3 separate regions of the Zea mays genome follow, and all the other regions are linked to region 3. The links are chromatin contacts, called in public Hi-C maps. All regions are on one chromosome and are shown on one strand. Each heading gives the region's core, a stretch centred on a gene start, on an enhancer-like site or on the middle of the called end of the contact. The rest is flanking DNA. Distances are from core to core; before and after follow the strand shown. Region 1 holds the start of LOC103654389 (probable glycosyltransferase 6). Region 2 holds the start of LOC100278551 (Kinesin-like protein KIN-7N). Region 3 holds the start of LOC541965 (CCAAT-HAP5-transcription factor 59).

The links. A called contact is a pair of places that touch in the nucleus more often than the background predicts.
Region 1: a contact with region 3 is called in a Hi-C map of tassel, with 2.9 times the contacts expected there. The contact joins the promoter of LOC103654389 here to the promoter of LOC541965 in region 3. A contact is called at or near these places in 2 of 25 Hi-C or Micro-C datasets (leaf and tassel).
Region 2: a contact with region 3 is called in a Hi-C map of endosperm, with 2.1 times the contacts expected there. The contact joins the promoter of LOC100278551 here to the promoter of LOC541965 in region 3. A contact is called at or near these places in 5 of 25 Hi-C or Micro-C datasets (ear, endosperm, leaf and 2 more).

Annotation. Positions count from the first base shown.
Region 1 is chr4:197,158,937-197,163,804 of Zm-B73-REFERENCE-NAM-5.0, forward strand. It overlaps LOC103654389 (probable glycosyltransferase 6), which reads left to right and starts at 2,268. Exons shown (of 1, transcript XM_008681232.4): 1 at 2,268-4,215. The coding sequence starts at 2,597. The coding sequence ends at 3,973.
Region 2 is chr4:196,766,779-196,771,095 of Zm-B73-REFERENCE-NAM-5.0, forward strand. LOC100278551 (Kinesin-like protein KIN-7N) reads right to left here and starts at 1,577. Exons shown (of 14, transcript NM_001291655.1): 1 at 1,328-1,577; 2 at 1,007-1,215; 3 at 780-893; 4 at 621-702; 5 at 470-537; 6 at 292-354; 7 at 55-197. The coding sequence starts at 1,499.
Region 3 is chr4:196,979,637-196,984,092 of Zm-B73-REFERENCE-NAM-5.0, forward strand. It overlaps LOC541965 (CCAAT-HAP5-transcription factor 59), which reads left to right and starts at 2,138. Exons shown (of 6, transcript NM_001111619.1): 1 at 2,138-2,187; 2 at 3,795-3,867. The coding sequence starts at 2,155.

The DNA.
Region 1 (4,868 bases), core at 1,018-3,517, 180 kb after region 3:
TCACTGGAGAAATATTTGTAGGATATTTTGAGGAGGATTTTGGAGATAATATAGACCACTATATTTTATTTGCTGATATCAACTCGCAAACAAACATTTTGAAATGAAATTTGAAATTCATTTTGAATTTAGAGCGAGTTTAAGAAAATTCCAAGATTTGAATTTTTGGGATGCTACAATAAATAGGACCGTTCACAGCTTCAGGAGGAGAGAGACGCATGATAGGTGAACACTTGGTAGTTTTCTCCATCACTCGGTATTGGCACTTGCTTCAATTACTTACAGGGACTTGGGGTCTTCCCCTCTCCCGTTGTGCCTGTAACCCCTACCACGAGCACTTTGGTGCAATTAATATAAGCCTCATCCCGCCTCTGCTGGAATTAGGGTCTTTCATAGCCTGAGCCAGGATAAAGCGGTTGTGTCAACTCGCATCACCATCTGGGTCTAGGGCACACGACACTGTTTCATTGGTTGGTTAGATCCACGGATCCAAACACCGATAGATATTGTGTCCGAATTTGTTTATACATGACACTATCGTCATTTTTGGAGGCTAACACCATTAGTTTCATGCGAATAACCAGAACACATTGTACCCCTATCTAGAAAATAGACAGATTCTCTCTATGACACTGTTTCATGTGTGATGTTAGAAAAACATACTTGTTCCTTCTACAACATTTTCTATTTCTATTTATTATTTGAACATTAAAATTCATCCACATTATATTTATGTGGTTAAATTTTACAAATAATTTTGTTTTACTAATATGCATTATTTAAGTATTACAATACTTCCACATTTTACAGTTGTGGTTAAATTTTCCCCCCAAAAAAGATATTTGTAGGTTTGCATTAAAGTTTGTCCACAATATATAAATAAACAATAATAAAGTCTCAATATAAATTGGTTCAAACACTTCATTCGGTCCAAAGAATCTCTATGCATATAGCCAATACAAATGGTTCATAGTTGCATATATTAATGTTCACATACATATAGGTTCAACGTTACATTAGTCCATATCCATACATATCATAAGTTATTGGACAGAACCATAAGCTAGGTATCCTTTCGCATCCTGTGCTCAATGCAAAACTTGCTAGGTCGGTTTTGATTTCTTGTTTCTAGTGGTCATGGCAGTGCTGTCTAATGGCACCTTAAGATTGATTGTAATCGTTTCAGAAGTTTTTTTTTCATTTTTATTTTCCATCATGATATTTTTAGCTAATGAGACGTATTCACCATAATTAGTCTATCTTTCACCGTTTCACTTCATATTCACCGCCTCAAACTACTCTATTTGTTTAATAAAAAAGAGAGACATTAACTCGTCAAAGAAATTAGGGAGATGCCAATATTATTCACAAATAACCAAATATCACTATAAAAGTTACCATTAATAGTCTCCCTTCTTTATTACGGGTTGACTAGAAGGTACCGTACATAGGTGAAGCCGTGAGGCCCATATGTCTGCCTATAGTTGTTGGTAAAGATAGAACAAACCAGAGAGATGTGCTTGCCTTATCCCTACTAATATTAAGAATGGTGTGGACATCTCGTGCTATTATGGCTTCATCTCCGTGCTGATACACGCGCCCTCCGTCTCGGTGTCGTGTCATGTTGGTCCCACGCTCAGCACGCTCTCAGCTACTGCCCTATAGACACCAGCGCCTGGTGGCCATCTGGTGCTATTATAGCTTCATCCCGCGCTGACATACTGGGCCCGCCCCATGCACCCCCGCCTCGGCGTCGTACCCTGTTGGCCCCACGCTCAACATGATCTCAGCTACTGTCCGTATTTAGAAATAAACAATAATTATATAAAAAATAGTGCAAAGCGAGCATTTGAACGCACGCCCCCTACTTTAAAAATTTGGGACTAACCACCAAACTACACATACTTTAGTGTTTAAAAATAAACAATAATTATATTTAAATAAATATATCAATAACTATTTATATGATATATTTAAGTTCGGTAGCAAAATTACGGATAACTGGCTAGTAGTCTATATAAGTTGAAATTTTTAAGCAAACTAAAAATTTTTGCAACTTTGATGTGTGCATTTGCAAGCTCTAAATACAAAGTACCGTGGCCCCCTACCTCGGATCTCGCTTGATTTGACCAACCTCGAGAATTTATTGCTGGACTTCGTGTTAAATAGTAAAGGATAGTAGGATACTACTTACAAGCATTTTGTCGCTAGTGATGAGATGTCTCGACTCTCGAGTCTGGATCGCCATATACTGTGCTCTATACGCTTGCACGAGCCCCGAAAGGAAAAGAGAGAAAATAATGACTATAGCCTGCCGACGCTTTTTTTCTTCTTCTTTCTTTAAAAAACAGCCTGCGGATGCCTGGACCCTGGACTCCGTCGTGCTCGGCCTCGCGTTCGCGTGATCGCTCTCAGGCTCCCAGTCCCAGCCCAGGAGCAGCACTCTTGGCGTCTTGCTCTTTAATTTCCTCGTACGAGACTACAAACACGTCCGCAGTCCGCACACCAAGCGCGGCCTACTCCATGCATCACCGCACCACCGGCGACGAGCCGATCGAGGCGAGCTAGCCCCACGTCGCGCGAACGGTAACACGGAATGGTCGCCACGTCGGAGGCCGCTCCGCTCCGCGTCTCCGCTTCGGTGGGGAGCAAGCACCACGGCGGCGCAGGGACGCGGGGGCCAGCGACGCGCCGCCGCGCGCGCGACGTTGTCGTGTTCGCGGCCGGCGTCGCGGCGACCCTGCTCGCGCTTGTGGGCACGGCGTCGGTCCTCGACCCCGGCGGGCGCGGCGGCCTGGTCGCCTTGCGCGTCCCCGTCCCCGTTCCCGGCCCTGAGGACGGGCCGCGCACGTTCTACGACGACCCGGAGGTGTCGTACGCCGTGGCGGCGGGCCGGCGCCTCACCGGCTGGGACGCCAAACGCGCGGAGTGGCTGCGCTCGCGCGGGCTCGGCCGCCGGAGCGCGCCGGAGCGCGTGGTGATGGTGTCCGGGTCGCAGCCGGAGCCGTGCCCCGGCGGCGCGGGCGACCACCTCATGCTGCGGTTCCTCAAGAACAAGCTCGACTACTGCCGCCTGCACGGGATCGAGCTGCTCTACAACAGGGAGTTCCTGCACCCGGCCATGGGAGGCTACTGGGCCAAGATCCCCATCGTCCGCGCCGCCATGCTCGCCCACCCGGACGCGGAGTGGGTCTGGTGGGTGGACTCCGACGCCGTCTTCACCGACATGGACTTCTCCCTGCCCCTCGCCAAGTACGGCGGCCGCAACTTCGTCGTGTATGGCTGGCCCGACAAGTTCTTCGTGAGGAAGTCGTGGCTGGGGCTGAACGCCGGCGTGTTCCTCATCCGCAACTGCCAGTGGTCGCTCGACTTCATGGACGAGTGGGCGCGCATGGGCCCCGCGTACCCGGAGGACCACGCCCGGTGGGGGGAGGTGCTCAGAGCCACGCTCAGCGACAAGGACTCCGACGTGGCGTGCGACCAGTCCGCGCTCGTGTACCTGCTCCTCAACAACTGGGAGAGGCCGGGGAAGAAGACCTTCGTCGAGACGGAGTACTTCTTCCAGGGCTACTGGAAGGAGGTCGTGGACCGCCTCGATGGCGTCGCCGCGCGGTACGAGGCCGTCGAGCGGCGCTCGCCGGGGCTCCGGCGGCGGCACGCGGAGCAGGAGCACCTGCGCTACGCGGGGGCGCGAAACGCGGCCTTGAGGGGCGTCGTACCGGGGCCGGCCGGTGGCGGGGAGGTGGGGTGGCGGCGGCCGCTCATCACGCACTTCGTCGGCTGCCAGCCCTGCAGCGGCGGTCGGAACCCGATGTACTCGAGGGAGAGCTGCGACGACGGGATGCGCCACGCGCTGGGGTTCGCGGACGACCAGGTGCTCCGCGCGTACGGGTTCCGCCACGCCGCCCCGCTCAACGACAGCGTGCGGGGGCTGCCGTTCGATTACCCAGCTGCGCACGCGCGCAACGATTGATCGCAATTCATAATTCACAAGCGGCGAGATGAGAGCTGGAGATGTATATCGTACACGCCTACGCGGGTAAAGGAAATGGGCCAATTTGGGCCTCAATTGTATCGTGTTTATAGTTTCGAATAAGGGGACTGCTATTTAGCTGGCGCCTGTTTTTTTTTTTCCAAATTTAAATTCGTTTGCCACCAAACCAACTCTAAGATATGTAAGCAGAGGGTCATTCTAATTAGTTTTTAGTCCTGATCTATGACCGATTCTAATTAGTTTTAGTCCTGATCTATGGCTGATACATAGGTCGACTGACCCTCCCTTGACATGGTAAAAGCTTAACCCCTTGATAGCACTGTTGGCACCGATCCGGACGCACACTGGAACGGACCGCCTGGGTGCTATCTGTGGAAGCGAGGACGGTCCGCGGCACAAGGTCGTACGGTCCGTGACCTGGCGTAGGAGCATCTCCTCCTCTGCGTACGTCTGGACGATCCGCGATGGCGCAGAGGGTCTTCTTCTTCGCAGCAGACCTAGATCTCGCCTCTCGAGAGGGACCCCGTCGTGGAGGAGAAATCTTATGGTGTGTCTTTGCGTCGGCAGACCATCTAAGACGCATCTAGTCGACGTAGAGCCGTAGAGAGATGAAGATTTGAGGTAGAGGGAGGCTAAACTATGGCTAAACTAGAACTACTCCTAATGCATAAGGTAAAAACGAGAAGTAGACATGATTTGATCGATTGTGGGGGTTCAATCGGTCGTAGCCCTTCATCTATATAAAGGGGGAGATCTGGACTCATTACAAGTCATTTACCGAGTTAATCCCGCGGATTTAGCTAACAAATCCCGCAAGAAAACTCGTAACCCTAACTGATTCTGCGCACGCGCGGACCCCCGTCCAGCCTTAGGG
Region 2 (4,317 bases), core at 327-2,826, 210 kb before region 3:
TAGATTTGGTAAACACGAGAGGAAGAAACTTATGTAATACTCTATAGACAGTACCTTTGTTTTCCGTTCTCGCTCAACTTATTGATGACATTCCCAAGAATCATTAAGCTCTTGTTAATATACTTCCCCTCATTCAAACGTACCCCTTCTGCCCCCGTCTTGATGATTCTTTCTGACCCAGCAAGATCCACCAAATTCTACATGTAAAACAAAACGGTAAATCACAATATTTTCTACACATTTACTTTTACTACATACATGATACCTGAGTATACAGTAAAGTGTACATACCAAAACAGATACGCGGATAGCATCTCCACCGTCTGTCTGGTCCTTACCACTGCTCTCAATTACCTGACACCGATATAAACAGAACATTCTTGATTTAGTTATCGCTTCCATTCAACTACAGAAATGAACTTAGAACAGCTGCAATTACAGAATTGCTGCAGAATTCAGAATTCTATACCATTCTGAAAATAGTGTGTGACCGACTGCTCCGCATGTTCATGTTGGTCTCTCCAAAATGCCTGTTCGCTGAAAACAACAAAGAAATAGTGACAAACGGTGAAACAAGTTTCGCAGTTGGTGAAAAATAAAATGTAGGGACAGAAATGTGCCTTCTCCAAGCTGGAGGAGCTCAAACACTTGCTCTGCGCTGTTCACGATCTCCTCCCGCAAACCAGACACGTACACTCCACGCTATAGGCAACAATTAATTTTCACTGTTACAAAAACATGTTGATAAATTAGAGAAAAATATCCAAAGGAGTACTTACATCTAAGCTCTCATGAATCTTCAGCTTCTGGCCTTCAAGTGTCAAGAGGTCGTTGATTTCCTCGTTGTAGATCTCCATGTAGGACACCCGGATGAGGAACTCGCGGTCGTCAGCCTGACCCAGGCAGACCCAAATCCAACAAATCACTCACGCGCAGCAGAAACAATCGCAGCAACCAATCTAACAATGTCTTGTTCGGGGAGCAGATAATCGAGCAATCAACACACCTGGCGCACGGTGTCGAAGACGTCGCGGACCGCGCGGGGAATGATGCCCGGGTCGGCGTCGGAGCCGTTCATGGTGAATGTCTTCCCGCTGCTGGTCTGGCCGTAGGCGAAGGCGGTGCCGTTGAATCCGCCGACGACGGCGCCAATGAGTTCCCGGACGACCGTGCCATAGATCCGCTCGTTGTTCGCCGCACCGTCGAAGACGTGGTCTGCGGAGCCAACCAACCAAGCAGCCCAAGGAAGGAGGCACGAGCGGACGGGTTTAGGGGTTGAGAGCGACAGTGAAGGAGAGGGACGTCGTAAGAGGAGCGTGATCCGTACCGAAGGCGAAGGAGGCACCGGTGATGGGGCCGGCGGCGCGGTGGAGGAGGGAAACGCGGGTGTCATCGATACGCCACTCGCGGTCGCCGCCTCCGCCGGAACTGGCTGGGGAGGTGTTAGCGGCCACCAGGTTGGGAGGGCGGAAGCGGACGGCGACGGAGATCTTCTCCATGGCGCGGCGGCTGTTGCTTCGTTCGAAGGACGAGACTGGGAGGAGGATTTCAAATTTCGGTGTGAGCGGGGGAGCGGGTTGCTGCAGCCTACAGGAAAGAGGAGGAGCGTGCCGGTGGTGACCTGTAAAAAGCAGTGCGCTGGGCAGGTCGAGCTTTTTTTTTTTGGAACCGTGATATCACCAACACTGAGCTTGTGAAAATCGGTATCCCGAACAGAGCAATTGTAATTTTAGACTTTTAGTATTATAATCCGTTGAACTTCAGATTTCTGGTATTGAGTCCGATTTAGCCGGAGGTCAACTTGTTGTTACGCCATTCCGTTTCTTAGAACGGATTGCGAGCTCCTTTCTGCGCCACGCCTGTCTGCTCGCGTCGTCTTCCCCGGCGCTCGTCTGATCTCTCTGCCCGGCGCTCCTGGTGCTCTCCCCGACTCCTCCCCGACGGTCGGTGCCGTGCCGCGCCTTCCTCTCCCTCTCTCTATCCTCTCCCTCCCGGCGCTCGTCGAGCTCGTCTGCGGTGCTCCTCGTGGCTCCTCCCGACGAGCTCCCTCCCCGATGGTCTTCTCTGCCCGGCTCTCTCCCTCCAGGAGCTCCTTGGAGAGCGCTCCTCCTCGGACGGCGCGCCTCTCCCTGGTGCTCGGCGGTGCGCCTTAGGTACGTGGTTGTCGGCTATTTCATTGTGCCAATCTAATAACAAAATAGAAAATATGTAGACAGCACGTTTAATCTATCACTCTCAGCCAGGTACTGCAATGGAGACTCCTGACAGCAATGGAGACGTTGAGCACAATGCGACAGATGCAAATTGGTTTGTCACCATTGAAGAGGTTGAACACTTGTTGATTGAGGCACCAGCCTCGCCTGAGGATATCAGTGCACCCCCTCCCATTAATGATGTAGAGCAGGGTCATTCGGTAGCGGATTCGTCAACTCGAGGAAATGATTTTGAGGGAATTTTACCGGATTTGCGATGGCAAGAAGAGGGACCCCAGCATGTACCCAATGAGAGTGTTATGTACCACAAACTTGGATTAGCTGCCGAGAATGAACGAGAAAATAAAGAGAGAGAGGATGCTTGCAATCGTAGAGTTGATGGAAATAATATAGATCAACTTGGTGGCGATGGTTCCGCAGCTTTGCCTTGTGTTGATTTTTTGCAGCAGGAGACCAGATTTGTCTATGACTCTAATGATCCAGTGATGGAGGTTGGAAGCTTGTATGCATCTATGACTGAATTTAGGCTGGCAATGAGACAATATGCCATAGACAAAGAGTTCGAGTTAGGTATTGAGGCAAGTACAATGAAGAAATATAGAGGCTATTGTCGTGGAGGCGGCTGTCCTTGGAGCATAAATGCAAGAATTGAGAGGGATGGTTCGCCGACCATAATTGTATGTTTTTTGTTTATGTCAAGAACTTATCTTATTTATATTGTTGTGTCCTTCGAAGTATTACAATGAGAGTGTTATTGTTGTTGCTATTTTTGTAGGTGACAGTGTTGAATGATCATCACACTTGTACTTCTAGTGGACGGAGGAGGACTAGCACACCAACAAGTGCTTGGGTTGCTTCAAAAGCTCTTCCTATTATTGTTAAGAAATCACATATTGGTGCTAAGGAATTACAAACTACACTTCAAGATACCTACAAATGCACAATTGCTTATGACACAGTTTGGTATGGAAAAGAAAAAACCTTGAAAGTCTTGTATGGGACCTGGGAAGAGAGCTTTCAACTTTTGTACAGTTGGAAGGAGGCAGTATTGCAGAAGTCATCTGATAGTGTCATTGAAATTGATGTTCGAGTAGAAGATGGTCGATTCTACTTCACGCGCTTCTTTTGTGCTCTTGGACCATGTATCACAGGCTTCTTACAGGGTTGCAGACCTTACTTGAGTGTGGATTCTACTGCTTTGAATGGTCGATGGAATGGTCACCTACCATCTGCTACAGCAGTTGATGGGCACAATTGGATGTTCCCTATTGCTTTTGGATTCTTCGAGTCTGAAACGGAAGACAATTGGAAATGGTTCATGCAGCAGTTACGGAAGGCCATTGGAGATCTTCCTATACTAGCAGTTTGTTCTGATGCTTGCAAAGGTTTGACCAACGCAATGAGGGATGTTTTTCCCAATGTAGAGAAAAGAGAGTGTTTCAGGCATCTAATGAACAACTTTGTCAAACAATTTCCTGGTTCTAAATATATGTACCCTGCTGCTAGGGCGTACAGGAAAGAAGTTTATGATATGTACATTGCAAATGTGAAACAGAACCCTGCCATCGCTGATTGGTTGGAAAAGTTTCATAGTTTATTTTGGTACCACAGTGCTTTTAACCCTAGCATCAAATGTGACTATGTGACGAATAACATTGTGGAGGTCTTCAACAACTGGATTAAGGACTACAAGGACCTTCCAGTATGCGACCTTGCTGACAAAATAAGGGTGATGATCATGCAACTTTTTCATAAGAGAAGGCGAATTGGACGGATGTTAGAAGGAAAGATACTACCCTCCATCATAGCCCAACTCAATGCACGTACTCGAGGGCTCGGACACCTGGAAGTCATAAAAGGTGATGACTATGTTGCCGAGGTGAGAGACAACAGTGACTGTGTTTCTAGATATGTGGTGAAGGCATACCTAAGAGAATGTTCATGCCTAGAATGGCAACATACCGGGAAACCTTGCCAACATGCATTATGTCTACTAACTGCACAACAATTCAGAGATGTGATGATGGAGGAGTTTGTTGATGATTACTACTCTGTAGAGCCGTATAGAAAAGCATACTCAAGATTGGTGGAGCCAATTGAGAAC
Region 3 (4,456 bases), core at 888-3,387:
GTGTCGCATTCATTTATAACAAAAAGGATCCTGATTGATCCTATTTGTGTCGCATTCATTTATAACAAAAAGGATCCTGAAGGAGGAAGGGATCAAACTTCCAGCAGTGATATTAGTGAAGACGTGATAAAAGAAGCCATTGAAAAAAGGTCGTCTTATTTTAGAAAGAACTCTGAGTATGTGTCCTCACATTCTCATTATATGTATAATTATTAGGGATCGCAACGGGTATATACCCTCGGTAATATCATTTCGTACCTGTAAAAAAAACTACACATTGGGTTACACATATCTGCTTGTTGGTACAGAGTCTTACCCATAGTTGTACCCACACGAGTAATTTTACAATTCGGGTAACCATTACTCGCAAAAAAGTCTCAAATTCTAATATACCAATCACTTAAAATGTCAAACAAACATACAAAAATAAGTTCAACTTCAAATTTAACAAATCATATGTTACATAACTTGATAGTTAAACAAACGATAGCCAGATAAGGATTTTCTTTAGCTAAGATGAGCTTTACACCTTTACTAGATGGTAATAGTGTTATGATGCGGGTATATTTTACCCACGGGTATAGGTAGTACCCACCTGTACCCATTTACCCCAGTCAGCTGTCTGTGGTGGGTTTATTTACGTTGGCTACGTTTCTATTATGTGCACTTTAATCTATATTATGTAAATGACTCTAGTTTGTAATATTATTACTTACTCTTTATTAATATTTGAAGCATTGTGACGAGTTATTTATGTAATCATTGTGTACGTGAGTTCTAATCCTGGCACATACATGGTTTGCATTCGGTTTACTTTCTAAAACTGGGTGTGACAATTATATAGAGAACTAGAATCTCAATCTCTTAGAGGCACATTTGACGGACGTAACCCTTCATAGGGTTTTTTAACAAGGAACATATTCGATGTTTAAAGGGGCACTATAATCATGTGCACATTTTAAATCTAGTACATCTATCTCATATCCAATGGTAAAAGATAATTTTATGAAAAACCCTTCCCACTAGGGGAGGTAGGTGGAAGGAGTTTTTATATAAAATTGGTAGTGCTGCTAGATGTAAAATGAATGTTCTAAATTTAAAATGTGCATGTGAGCACAATATCCCTTTGAACACAAGATATATTGCCTTGTTGACGATTTTAATTGTTTTCTTAAGGGCTTTTTAGAGCGTTACCACTAGGTCCTCTATTAGCTCCCCCATACGTAAGATAGGGAGATCCTGTACAATAAATCACGTAAATGGATGCGAAAAAGGATAACCCCTACCCGCGTCGTTACCCCTATCTTCCTCTCCTTTTTTCGCGATCTGCTGGAGCTGAGCCGGTTTTAGGCTCTATTTGTTTCGGCTTCTGCGGCTTCTGCCCACCAAAAGCTGTTGCGGACTGCCAAACGCTCAGCTTCTATAAAATTCGTTGAGGCAAAAACCATCCAAAATCAACATAAACATATAATCGGTTGAGTCATTGTAATAGTAGGAATCCGTCACTTTCTAGATTCTAAGCCCTATGAATAACTTTATCTTACTCCACACGTAATCGTAATGATACTCAGATTCTTCTCACAGCCAGATTCTCCCCACAGCCAGATTTTCAGAAAAGCTGGTCAGAAAAAAGCTGAACCAAACAGGCCCATGGCGATGGCTTTTCCACATCCGCGTTCGCGCGACTGCCTCTTGTGGGCTGTGTAAAATAACTATAAATGATATTGTTTGATATTATCTGTAGAGTGAAGTTTAAAATAAAAATGAGATATATGATTAAATATGGAGATGGCCTAACAGCCTTACGTAAACAGTCCAGTCCGTTTCCTTTCGGCCTTAACACAGCTATTTCGGGCCGAGAAAACCCATGTAGAGCCCGGCCCACTTTACCGCCACTGCTTGATGTGACGCGGTGAGAACACGGGCGCCTCGGGACGGACGATGCCGTCGCGTCGCGATGGTGCGCTGCGCGCCTCTACTCCTCCGTGGCTTCGTGCGTTCAATTTGCTTGTGGAACGTGGAAGAAGAGCGAGAACGCCAAACGAGAAAAGAAACCCAAGCCTTCGCCATCAAAAAAAAAAGAAAAAAAGAAAAAAAAGAGCAGAAAAAGTAGAGTAGACTACGACAGCGTCCGGCGAGGAGGCGGAGGCGAAGATGAGGAAGAAGCTCGGCACCCGGTTCCCCGCGGTATGTTTCGCCCCTCCAGCTCCCGTCACCCGCCATGCTCGTATCCTCTCTCGTTCTGATCCGCCGCGCTCGCGCGCGCGATCTGATCTGGGTCGCCGCGCGCGGTGCAGATCTTCGCTCTTGCGGGCGGGATCCGGTGGACGCCGGCCGTCGTTAAATCGCGGCTTCGCTGTTTCGTTACGTGGGCGGGGATTTGGCTGGCTTCCACGGGGTGACGGCGGGCTCGGACTCAGATCGGCTCCTGTGCTCGCCCGCGCGCGCGCGCGTGCGGAAGTAATTTCGTTTTTTTTTCCGTTCACATTTTTGGGGTCTGCCGGATTCTCTGTGCTCAACAGAGGACGTCGAGAATTTCTGATCCGGTTTCTGCGCTCGTGTTGTGTTCAACGGATGGAGAGATTTGTGGGCGCTCGCAGCTGACTAGGTTAGTGCTGTTGACGTTTGGTTTGTGTTTTGGGACCTTGTGTTTTAGTCCGTGTGATCGTTGACAGACTGATGTGACCTCTACGCGCCGCTGGTTATCCTCAATCGCGCTTGGCTTGGCGTGTAGATGCAAGAGATGCGCTCCATCCTGCTGTCGTGCCTGTGGTTTGGTTGCAAGGTCTCCAGATCATGTCAGCAATTCAGCATATATCGCAGGTTCCATGTATTTCTGGGGATACTCAACATGTGATCTGGTGCATGAGTGCTCATGCAGTGGAATTCGTGTGCAGCCTTTATCATCGGGTTTTATTATGGTCTGGTAGAGTTTGAAACTACATTAACTTCCACTGTTGTGTTGGTCAATATGTCTTTGGTGAGGGAACTATTCTTGGGAACGGCCAGGTCTGATGTAGGATTTAGGCTCAGGTGCCTTCCCTTGGTTGGAGTTCCAAGATGCGAAAGATGTTCTGAATTACTCCCTCCGTCCAGGAAAGAATGCAATTCTAGCAGTCTCGTGTTTTAGTATATTAAGTTTGACTAATTATATATTAAAAAATATCAATATTTATGATAGCAAATAAGTATCATTGATAATTACGAAATGTATTTTCATAACAAATTGATATGAAGCCATAAATGTGAATACTATTCATAAGAAATTTGGTCAAACGTGAATTACTTTAACTGGTGTGCAACCTTTAGTTACATATTACATTTTTTCCCGGAAGGAGGAAGCAATTATGCCGCCATGTTTGTCTGTTTGATTGTTCTGAGGTCTCCTGAACATGCCAGCATTTATTCCTTGAGATTATAACCCCTGGTGTAGCGCTCAAGCAGGGCTGTTTGCGGATCACAGTATTTGTTTTATGCCTTCAGGTTGGTTTTGAATCTTCAAAACCTCTTATTGTTGTTCCCTTGTCATGGAACCGCCGCTAGTTGAAGTTCCAAGCTAAACACACCTGTATGATTTGCAGTGCAGATGCATATTTTGTTGTATTTAGCTGAAAAGATAATTTCTGGGTTGTGGCATTTGCTCTGTTTTTCATGAAACAGTTTCTTTGATGTCTGTATTGATTACCAAAGTTTCGGGTTGTACTTATGTTGGTATATCTTTTCTAGATGTTTTTTGAAATATATAAGTTATAATGTCATGAAGTTGTCCCTAACTATGTTCTGTATTATAATAGGCTCGAATCAAAAAGATAATGCAAGCAGATGAGGATGTTGGAAAGATTGCACTAGCAGTTCCTGTTTTAGTTTGTAAGTTTTGCAAGAATCATTGTGCTTTTTGTATGTATTATGTACATATCTGTGTTTTCTCACAATAATCTAGTATTTCTACTTAAACTAGCATATAGTACGTGCTAATGTCAGGACCTAAGGAGGCCCACAGAGGGGCTGCGGTAGCAGCAGCCATGGGCCCTAAGGGGGATTAGATAAGGATAGTTAGAGATAAGATTAGAAGATTAGTTGAGATTATTTAGGAGATTAGTTGAGATTATCTAGGAAGGTTATCAGTTAGTAGTTTGTTGAGAGTTTTTAGGAGATAAGGATCTCTAGCTAGATAGGGGCAGCCAACTGGCCTATTTATGTAATCAATGGATGAGAAATAAAGCAGACAAGAATTAGAAGGGAGAAACCCTCCTCTTGCTCGGCCGTGGGCAGAGGCCCTCGGCCGGCGCCCTGTGAACAGTAACCGCGAGTACTGTTCACGCATGAACAGTACCGCACCGCCTCCACCAGCAGCTCCAACCATCGAATTCCCTCTCCAATCCCTCACCGATCTAGCGACCATAACAGCTAACACTACGATCGCAGAGGGGGGAGATGAGGGAAGGGGTCGGCTGCG